Regions from separate parts of the Mus musculus genome. Here all the other regions are linked to region 2. A link is a contact called in public promoter capture Hi-C data. All regions are on one chromosome and are shown on one strand. The core of a region is the stretch at or near the end of the contact, and the rest is flanking DNA. Distances in the headings are between cores, read along the strand shown. Region 1 holds the start of Tssc4 (tumor-suppressing subchromosomal transferable fragment 4). Region 2 holds the start of Echs1 (enoyl Coenzyme A hydratase, short chain, 1, mitochondrial). Region 3 holds the start of Lsp1 (lymphocyte specific 1).

Region 1 (2,700 bases), core at 119-2,618, 3.0 Mb after region 2:
GGCACAGGGTGAGCAGGTCCAATAGAGGCTGTGGAACACAGTGGGTGGGGAGGGCTGGGACCCTGGGAGCACTCCATATGGGTCCTCCCTCATTTGTACCTCCTTATACTGGGAGCTCAATGCTGACTTTACGCCAGCCTTGACCTCATTTCCACTCATCTGTTGGACATGACAGGTCAGGCTGAGTCGGGTAGGAGGAGCCACCTAAGCAGGGAAATTCAGCACAGAATGATGGAGATAAGCTGCAAGAACACCCTCCTTTTCAGGGACAAGACAGTAAAGGTTAGCCCATTACCCCATCCATCTCAAGAAAAGATTCCACGGAGCTGGGTGGCTCTGGCTTGTGTCTCAATAAGTAAAAGGCAAGATGGCAGTTCACTTACCCCTGTGAACTGAGGATCAGGCTAAGCAACCTCCCGGACGCCAGGGGCAACCACCACTGTCTCTTTCCCTTTGTCTCCTGTCTGCGCCCCTCCCCCAGGCTGCTGGCATAGTTAATTGGCCACTAGAGGAGAGACGCCCTAGCCAAGATTCATGGCCCAGCTTCTAGCAGCCTCCCAGTAGGCTTATTTGTCGGTGAACCCCAAGCTTGTACTAGGACATTCTAGGTCTCCGCCACCTCTACCTCCCACGCCTATGCAACCTGTTCCGTGCTTGGTTGGTTTCTGGTCTGAGGAGCCCTTTATATCCTATGTTATGAGGTCCATGGGCACCAGGCCAAAGCTGTTGGAGGCCTGCTGCACAGCTTCAGAAACATAGGAAAGGAGAGGCGCATGCAGCAGCCCCATGGTGTCTCAGACTCTGATCCCTAAGGATACAAGAAAACAGCCCCACGCCTGGAGGAGGATTATGTGTGGCCTTGACTAGTAGGGGCGGCGTCCTGCAACTAAAGTGTCCGTTCCTGCGTCAGGAAGCACAGACAGGCAGAGCCCAGGATAGCGGCTTCGAATCTCTGAAGCCCCAACCAACCCACCCCAGGGACCACTACGTCTCTTCATGCCAAGAGCCAACCAGGACCTTGGCCCCGCCTCACTCCAGAAAGCCAACAAAGCACAAGACCCACACCACTTCCGCCCAGGGCCGGAAATGTCTAGGAAACTGGTTGGCGCTCACAGTGCGTGGTGACGCACTTCCTCCTTGTGTCGGACCCGGCCGGGACGGCTTCCGACAGGCGAAGCTGCAGGCCTCAACCCTTTGCGATTGGCAGTTAGCCCTGGAGTATTGTGGGAACCGTGGCTCCGCCTTTTCCTTTTTCGTCATTTCTGGGTGGGTTTCCGTGTGCGCTCCGGGTTGGCACGCTTGTTAAGGTTACAAGTCCCGGCTGACATTAGGCGGGAACCCATTGCCTTCTGGGAGTTGTAGTTTCTCGGGCGCTGAAGCCACGAAAATCTGATCGCCCGAGACTCGGTTTCCCAGGAACCCGAGCGAGACTGGACAGGACCGAATCCCGGGGAACTGGCGGGACGCTGCGAGAAAGGCGGCAGGGTATTGAGGCGTGTACGGACGCTGGAACGGTGAGCACTGGCCTCCCTAAGGCCGCGGCCAGGGCATTCCCGTGCCTGTTTCTGCCAGCCCTTCGTCCGGACCCGGGTGGCGCTTGTACCTAGAGAGGCTGCGCTTTACTGAGAGCCCGTGATGGGACAAGCAGCTGATGGAGATCTCCTGTCACCAGCATCTCCCAGTGCTCATCTATTGTATGTCCACACTGTTATGATCTCATGGTTGACTCTCTCCTTAACCCCACCTAACCTGCAGCTCCTGTATCTGTGCGCGCTAGGATACCCTTTAACCACCCAGCTTCGCGAGGCCTCCCGTCCGGCTGTGAGTAGAGGCACTTGACACATAGTGGAGGTGAAAGACGGGAGCCTGGGAGGACGGGGAGGGATGAGGCCTTAAATACACCCCTCACGGCGGAACTGGGACTGCTTCGCTACAGGTGGGACGGGTGTCAGGTCGTATGGCGGAGACAGAGGCTGGCCTGGAGGCTGATGAACCCACCGAGGATGACACCCTGCCTTCTGACACCGTCTCCCTCAGCGACTCGGACTCGGACCTTAGCTTACCTAGTGGTGTGGAGGTCCAAGTGTTGTCCCCAGAGAGGCTTTCGGAGGAGGGCCAGGAGGACTCCGGCCCTGAGGACCCTCCATCGCCCCCCACGGGCACCCTCACCACTGCAGTGCAGCCATTCCACCTCCGAGGCATGAGTTCTACCTTCTCCCAGCGCAGCCACAGCATCTTTGATTGTCTGGAGAGTGCAGCCCGGCAGGCACCGTGCTCTGCTCCCCAAACCAGTGTGAGTGACAATGGCAGCTTCAGGCGGCCCGTGACTCCCCCAAGTCAGACTCCAGCAAGGGGCCTGAGCAGAGTGCATGGGAACACTGGCCCGACTAGGGTACTCCCAGTCCCTGACTATGTGTCACACCCTGAGCGTTGGACCAAATACAGTCTGGAGGATGTGTCTGAAGCCAGTGAGCAGAGCAATCGTGATGCTGCCCTGGCCTTCCTGAGCTCTCGAAGCCAGGTGTCCCACACAGACTATGTGCCTTCTTTCAACCAGGACCCCTCTAGCTGTGGGGAGGGAAGAGTGGTCTTCACCAAACCAGTGAGGGACAGTGAGGCTAGGGCTGAGAGGAAGAGGGTCCTAAAGAAGGGGGTTGGGTCAGGTGCGGGGGGTGAGGCCGCTGTGGAGCTAGCCCATCT
Region 2 (2,700 bases), core at 92-2,591:
ATCCATCCCATAATCAGCTTCCAAACGCTGACCCCATTGCATACACTAGCATGATTTTGCTGAAAGGACCCAGATATGGCTGTCTCTTGTGAGACTATGCCGGGGCCTAGCGAACACAGAAGTGGATGCTCACAGTCAGCTATTGGATGGATCACAGGGCCCCCAATGGAGGAGCTAGAGAAAATACCCAAGGAGCTAAAGGTGCAACCCTATAGGTAGAACAACATTATGAGCTAACCAGTACCCCGGAGCTCTTGACTCTAGCCGCATATGTATCAAAAGATGGCCTAGTCGGCCATCAACAGAAAGAGGCCCATTGGACTTGCAAACTTTATATGCCCCAGTACAGGGGAACGCCAGGGCCAAAAAGTGGGAGTGGGTGGGTAGGGGAGTGGTGGGGAGGGTATGGGGAACTTTTGGGATAGCATTGGAAATGTAAATGAGGAAAATACTAAATAAAAAATATTAAAAAAAAATTCACAGTGGAGTACTAGAAGTCTGTAGAGGAGTTGAGCCAAGGAGTGGGAAGGGAGGAACTATTCAGCTGGCTAGGAAGGAAAGTGGGTGTGTCGGTATGGGCTACGCTGATTGGGTGGCTTGAAGGACACGATCAGGAGAGACTGTGGAAACAGCAGAGACTAGACAGGAGGCACTATGGACAAACCTTTCCCAATACCCAGGCTGTCTTACTTAACCTACTTTCACATTCTCTTAAAGCTACCTAAACACATGGGATTTCACAACCAACATGCATGTTCCCAGCTGACACTCATAAAAGTTCGAGCGTTGAGAAGCTATTACACCCAGAGCCCTCCCACTAGACATGGCTTCGAGGTGCTAGGATCTGGCTGGGCTTGTAAGGTGAGACTAAGGTCAGACTGAGGAGCGGGGAACGGGGTAAGGAATTGGGAAGGGGTCAGTCGAGCGCTGGAGTTGGAGGCTCAGAAGGAAGATCACCAAGCTAGAGTCAGTGGTCACTTGCAGGAAATCTGGGTTTAGTGTGGGGATGCGTACTCGAATCCAGGGTCCAGGTACTTCAGAGTCAAGTGTTGGGAGTGCATGCTTGTGGAAGTAGGGGGTCAGACAAAAGATCTAGAGTTAGGAGAGAAGGGCCAGGATCAAGTGAGGATGCGTGCAGGCCGGGGTTTAGGGACCACCCAGAGGTTATGGGTGGAGAAACCACCCAACGTGGGTGGGGTGACGCACCCCGCCGGTGTCCGCACTCACCCGAGGCGAAGCGCCGTAGTTCTGGGCAGCGGACTGAGGACAACAGTGAGCTACAGGCTCTGGGCAGCAGAGCACGCAGGGCCGCCATGGCGGAGAGACGATGTGTTCCGCCCACAGAATCGCCCCGCCTGCAGAATCGCTCCGCCCCAGATCCCAGGCGGGATGAAGACGGAAGCTTAAGGGGTGGACCCGTGACCTGAGCGGGCTGGTACAGAGGGCGGGGTGGGGCAGCGTGGGGTGCTGGGCTGCGGTTCTTGGAGTAGTCTGTTAATTGCATCACTTTGGTGGTGTGCCCTTGGCGGGTGCCCGGTTTACGAAGCCAGACTGGGAGACATGGCTGTGCCCTTTCCCCTGTGATGGCCGTATGCTTTCGTTCTTGACCAGGGGAAAAACTACGGGAAGACGCGATCACAGATACAGTAATAAAGCATAAAGCGGTAAAGTGCAAGACGGTTTTGTTTAGCTTTGTGTGAGGGTCTTACTTCATAGCCCTGGTTGGCTGGAACCCTCCTTATGGGCCAGGCTGTTTCTCAATCTCACAGAGATCCATTTGCCTCTGCCTTCCAAATGCTTGGATTAAAGGCATGAGCCATTATACCCTGCTCCAGAGGTATTCTTTACATGACAACTGACTAGCTTCATAACACCAGGTTAGAAATAGCTGTGATTTTACAAGATGAGAAGATTTCACATAAATTTAAAAGAAAGCCAATGTTTTGTTCACGTAAATTATCTTGAATTATAACTTAAAAATATTTAGCAAGTATTATCAGGCCTTCATTTGTATTCTTGCCCTGGTCCTGCAAACCCTAGGATAGAGATAAAGGACAGAATCTCCAGACAAAAGCAAGCTTGATACTGTTATGCCGGGAAGTTTGTGAACCCCAAAAGTCCACCAAGGAGCCTTTTCGATGTAATAGTATTAGGGTCTCTATTACAGGCTCAGGCTTGGGCCCTCTCCTCCAACTCAACCCTGACACAGCAGGACAGGAAGGGAAGGCAGAGAAGCCTTGAACTCTCATCTGGACAGGGCTTTACAAGAAATGGAAGGTAAGAGAGGGGGTGTCCATCTTGGAAAGTATCTAACTGAAGGTCTATTGTAAGCCGACTGTATTCAGTCACAAAGGGTCTGAAAGTGCATCTGAAACAATCAGGCTAGTCTTTGTTTTACTGTTGTTAGGAAGTAGCTACAGAGTAACGCTGGCCAAGGACAAGCCATGGGGTCTTTCCTGGTACGTGGGTACAACCTGGGTTCTTCTGTAGGTCAAGTTCTCAGGCTTTTTTTTTTTTTTTCTTTTAGATAGAGGCTGGTCCCAAGATGGAGTAGGTTTGGATTCTCAATACTTTAAAGAAAACAATCCAAACCAGAATAGAACAGTCAGCAAACTTTATTTCAAGACTAAGATAGAATATAAACAGAAACAGACCACCACCAAACCTTTGCTCCAGGTCTCTGTGTTAGCATAGGCTAAG
Region 3 (2,700 bases), core at 161-2,660, 2.3 Mb after region 2:
ACAAACAGGCCACAGAAAGTTCATAGATTAGTGGCTGGAATGCACCGATAAGGTGCCTGGATGGCGAGGCCCTGTGACAGACATAGGAACCAGTGAAAACCTCTTAAGAGGTGTCAGGACAGAAGTGGCATAACTCTGTCACCTGCCAAATGCATTCCCAGCCACTTATCAACAGAGCACTTAGGAGGGTCCCAAGGAAGCAAAGTGCAAAAGGAGAGAGAGAGGAGGCTGAAGAAAAAGCAGGCAGGTGTCCTGCCCAGTCTGCTGAACAATACTCACTCTTCCTGTTGCCCCCTCCTCAGGACTGGGATAGAGTAAGCAAGGCTTTGCCTCCACTGGACCATGTGGATAAGAAAGGGCTCCCTGCAGTCAGGCAGGCTTGCAAACACAGGTCTACCTCTAGATGATACTCTACAGCTTCTACTAAGTTTCCCAACACCCTAAGGCTCTCTTGCCTTTCTGCACTTCTCCTGTAAGACCTCATAGTGAGATTTCCGAGGTCACTCATTGCCCAGTGCTGGGAAATAGGGCACTGGCTCCTTTCTTTCTATCTCTTGGGTCAGCAAGCTTCAAAGAGAGAGTCTCTACCATGTTGTGGCTGCCTCAACTTGGCCCAGTGACACTTTAGCCCAAGTCCCGGGACTTTGGGATCTGGCTATCACATTCCCCATCATTCCTTTATAGTCCCTTTGGTTCCCTCCCAAAAGCCTCAGTCCTTCCTCTGGTGCTGCCTCTCAGGAGAACCCATGACCCACCCCAGCATAGCTGGGAACATCAACCGACTCTTCGACTGGTTCCAAATGCCCAGAGCACAGAGGCAGGATTAGAGAGAGCTGATGGAGCAGGGAGACAAGAGCGTCCAGCAGCTAGGAATGGAGACAGATAGAGACAAGCTCTAGAACCACAGACTAGGGGAGCACCACATGTGGGACCCTGGACATGGCTGGGGAGCAAAGGCTAACTAAGAGTGTCCAAGGCCATGACCTTGAAGCATCAAGAACTAGTTCCACCATGTTCATTGAGCACACTTGGAAGCACAGAAGATTTCCATGCAAAGCAATTGAAAGCAGTCCACGGACACTAAAGGGACCATGAATTCTGGACATTGTGGGAGACATAGCTACTCTCAGGTCTATGGACCAGAGTTGCAAGGAGTAGCCTTACTCACCTCTACCCTCAGCCCTTTTCTGTCATTCCAGGAGGCTATAGCTTGCTTGCTCAACACTTCCTGATGAGTGGTTTGGGTTTAGTTGGTTTTTGGTTTTTTGTTTTTTTGTTTTGTTTTGTTTTGTTTTAACTCTTCTTCTGTTGCAGCAACATAGGAAAAAAAAAAAAAAAACCCAAGCCCCATAGGTTTCAAACCTCAACCTGCTACAGGAAGGAGGAAGTGAAACCTGGGGCGGGAAGGGTGGGGGGCTGAGGCTCTAGGCCACCGCCCATCTACAGAGAAACACCAGGAGCCATAACAAGTGCACCCACACCGAAGACACCAGGCCCATGGCGGAGGCTGCCATCGATCCCAGATGCGAGGAACAGGAAGAGCTCCATGCAGAAGACAGCGAAGGGTGAGTTCCACTATGGGCAGTTTGCTTTGTGCCAAGTGCTGAGTAGGCAGAATCTCAGATAGGACTTAGATAGCCTTCAGAAACCCTCTCTTACCAGAGAGGTGTGTATCTCCTCTATCTCCCTCTGCAGCTTGGCCTAACTGGGAAAGGCTATCTTCCTGGCTAGGGTTCATAGCCAGAATAGAGAAGATGGATGCTTGGTGTGGAAGGGACTGGGAGTGGCTGGATATGGCCTGAACAGCAGGAGAGAGCAGTAGCTGTGTTGGGAGAAACTAGGCCTAGGAATCCTGACCTCATGCACCTATAGGCTTGTCTGAGGGGTCTGGCCTGCCTTAAGATACTGAGAGGTGACCAGGCCTCAGGGGTTCCCAAAGCTGCTATGTGAGGATAGAGAAGGTCAATGGTGTCTTATGGACCAGGCACTGTTGTTAAGTACAGTGGGTATGGGAATGAACATTGGCAAAGGTAAAGGGGGCCACTGCCCTGCAACAGACAGGGCTGGGCAGAGGCCTTTAGGCTGTCAGCTGCTTAAGGGCATCTGCAATTTAAAGGGATGTGAAGGGTGTTCCCTGTCTTTCCTGTGTTGGGTCATAAGGTGGGGGTGGGGGTAATGAGAAGGGAAGCTGTTAGTGGGTAGACATGGAGACCAAGCCAGGCCATTGGTGCCTGCCCTGCCCTGTCCCAGGAACAGGTCTCAGAAGAGGGTGTCAGGTCTTGGGGACAGGTCAGAGGCTAGCAGCCTCATGGGAGCAGGATGTGGGGGCTGCGGTCCAGGTGTGTAAGAGGAAGGGGAAGAAAGAGGTAAAACATAAAATTGCTACCGGAGCTGCCAGGCTGCCAGGGAGAGTGTGACTCTTAGGGTTCAGCCACAGGCTCAAGGAGATAAGGCCCACCTTAGCAGGGGTTGCAGGGTCTCTGCAGTTCGCAAGCCGGACGCCAGATCTTGGGCAGGAACAGCAATTCCTCAATCCTTATCAATGATAATGGGAAGAAACCTCACTTTGAGGGGTGCATGTTGGGGGGTCTCCACACTATTGCTTTGCATTTGGACCCTGGTTAGAAAGTTGTCCAAGGAACCCTCAGGCTAGGAAAGGAGTCTGAGGCTAAGCAGAGACTGGCCTGGTCTGGGTCAGCA

The links. Promoter capture Hi-C pulls out the DNA fragments that hold promoters and counts their contacts.
Region 1: a promoter capture Hi-C map of pre-B cells shows a contact between it and region 2, with 8 times the contacts expected there. The contact joins the promoter of Tssc4 here to the promoter of Echs1 in region 2. A contact is called at or near these places in 1 of 39 promoter capture datasets (pre-B cells) and 1 of 115 datasets of contacts at active chromatin or transcription factors (astrocytes).
Region 3: a promoter capture Hi-C map of pre-B cells shows a contact between it and region 2, with 4 times the contacts expected there. The contact joins the promoter of Lsp1 here to the promoter of Echs1 in region 2.

What each region holds. Positions count from the first base shown.
Region 1 is chr7:143,068,000-143,070,699 of GRCm38.p6, forward strand. It overlaps Tssc4 (tumor-suppressing subchromosomal transferable fragment 4), which reads left to right and starts at 1,369. Exons shown (of 3, transcript NM_020285.2): 1 at 1,369-1,514; 2 at 1,756-1,851; 3 at 1,937-2,700. The coding sequence starts at 1,958.
Region 2 is chr7:140,115,080-140,117,779 of GRCm38.p6, forward strand. Echs1 (enoyl Coenzyme A hydratase, short chain, 1, mitochondrial) reads right to left here and starts at 1,342. Exons shown (of 8, transcript NM_053119.3): 1 at 1,228-1,342. The coding sequence starts at 1,315. It also overlaps a transcript of Paox not described here.
Region 3 is chr7:142,459,402-142,462,101 of GRCm38.p6, forward strand. It overlaps Lsp1 (lymphocyte specific 1), which reads left to right and starts at 1,411. Exons shown (of 11, transcript NM_001136071.2): 1 at 1,411-1,565. The coding sequence starts at 1,498.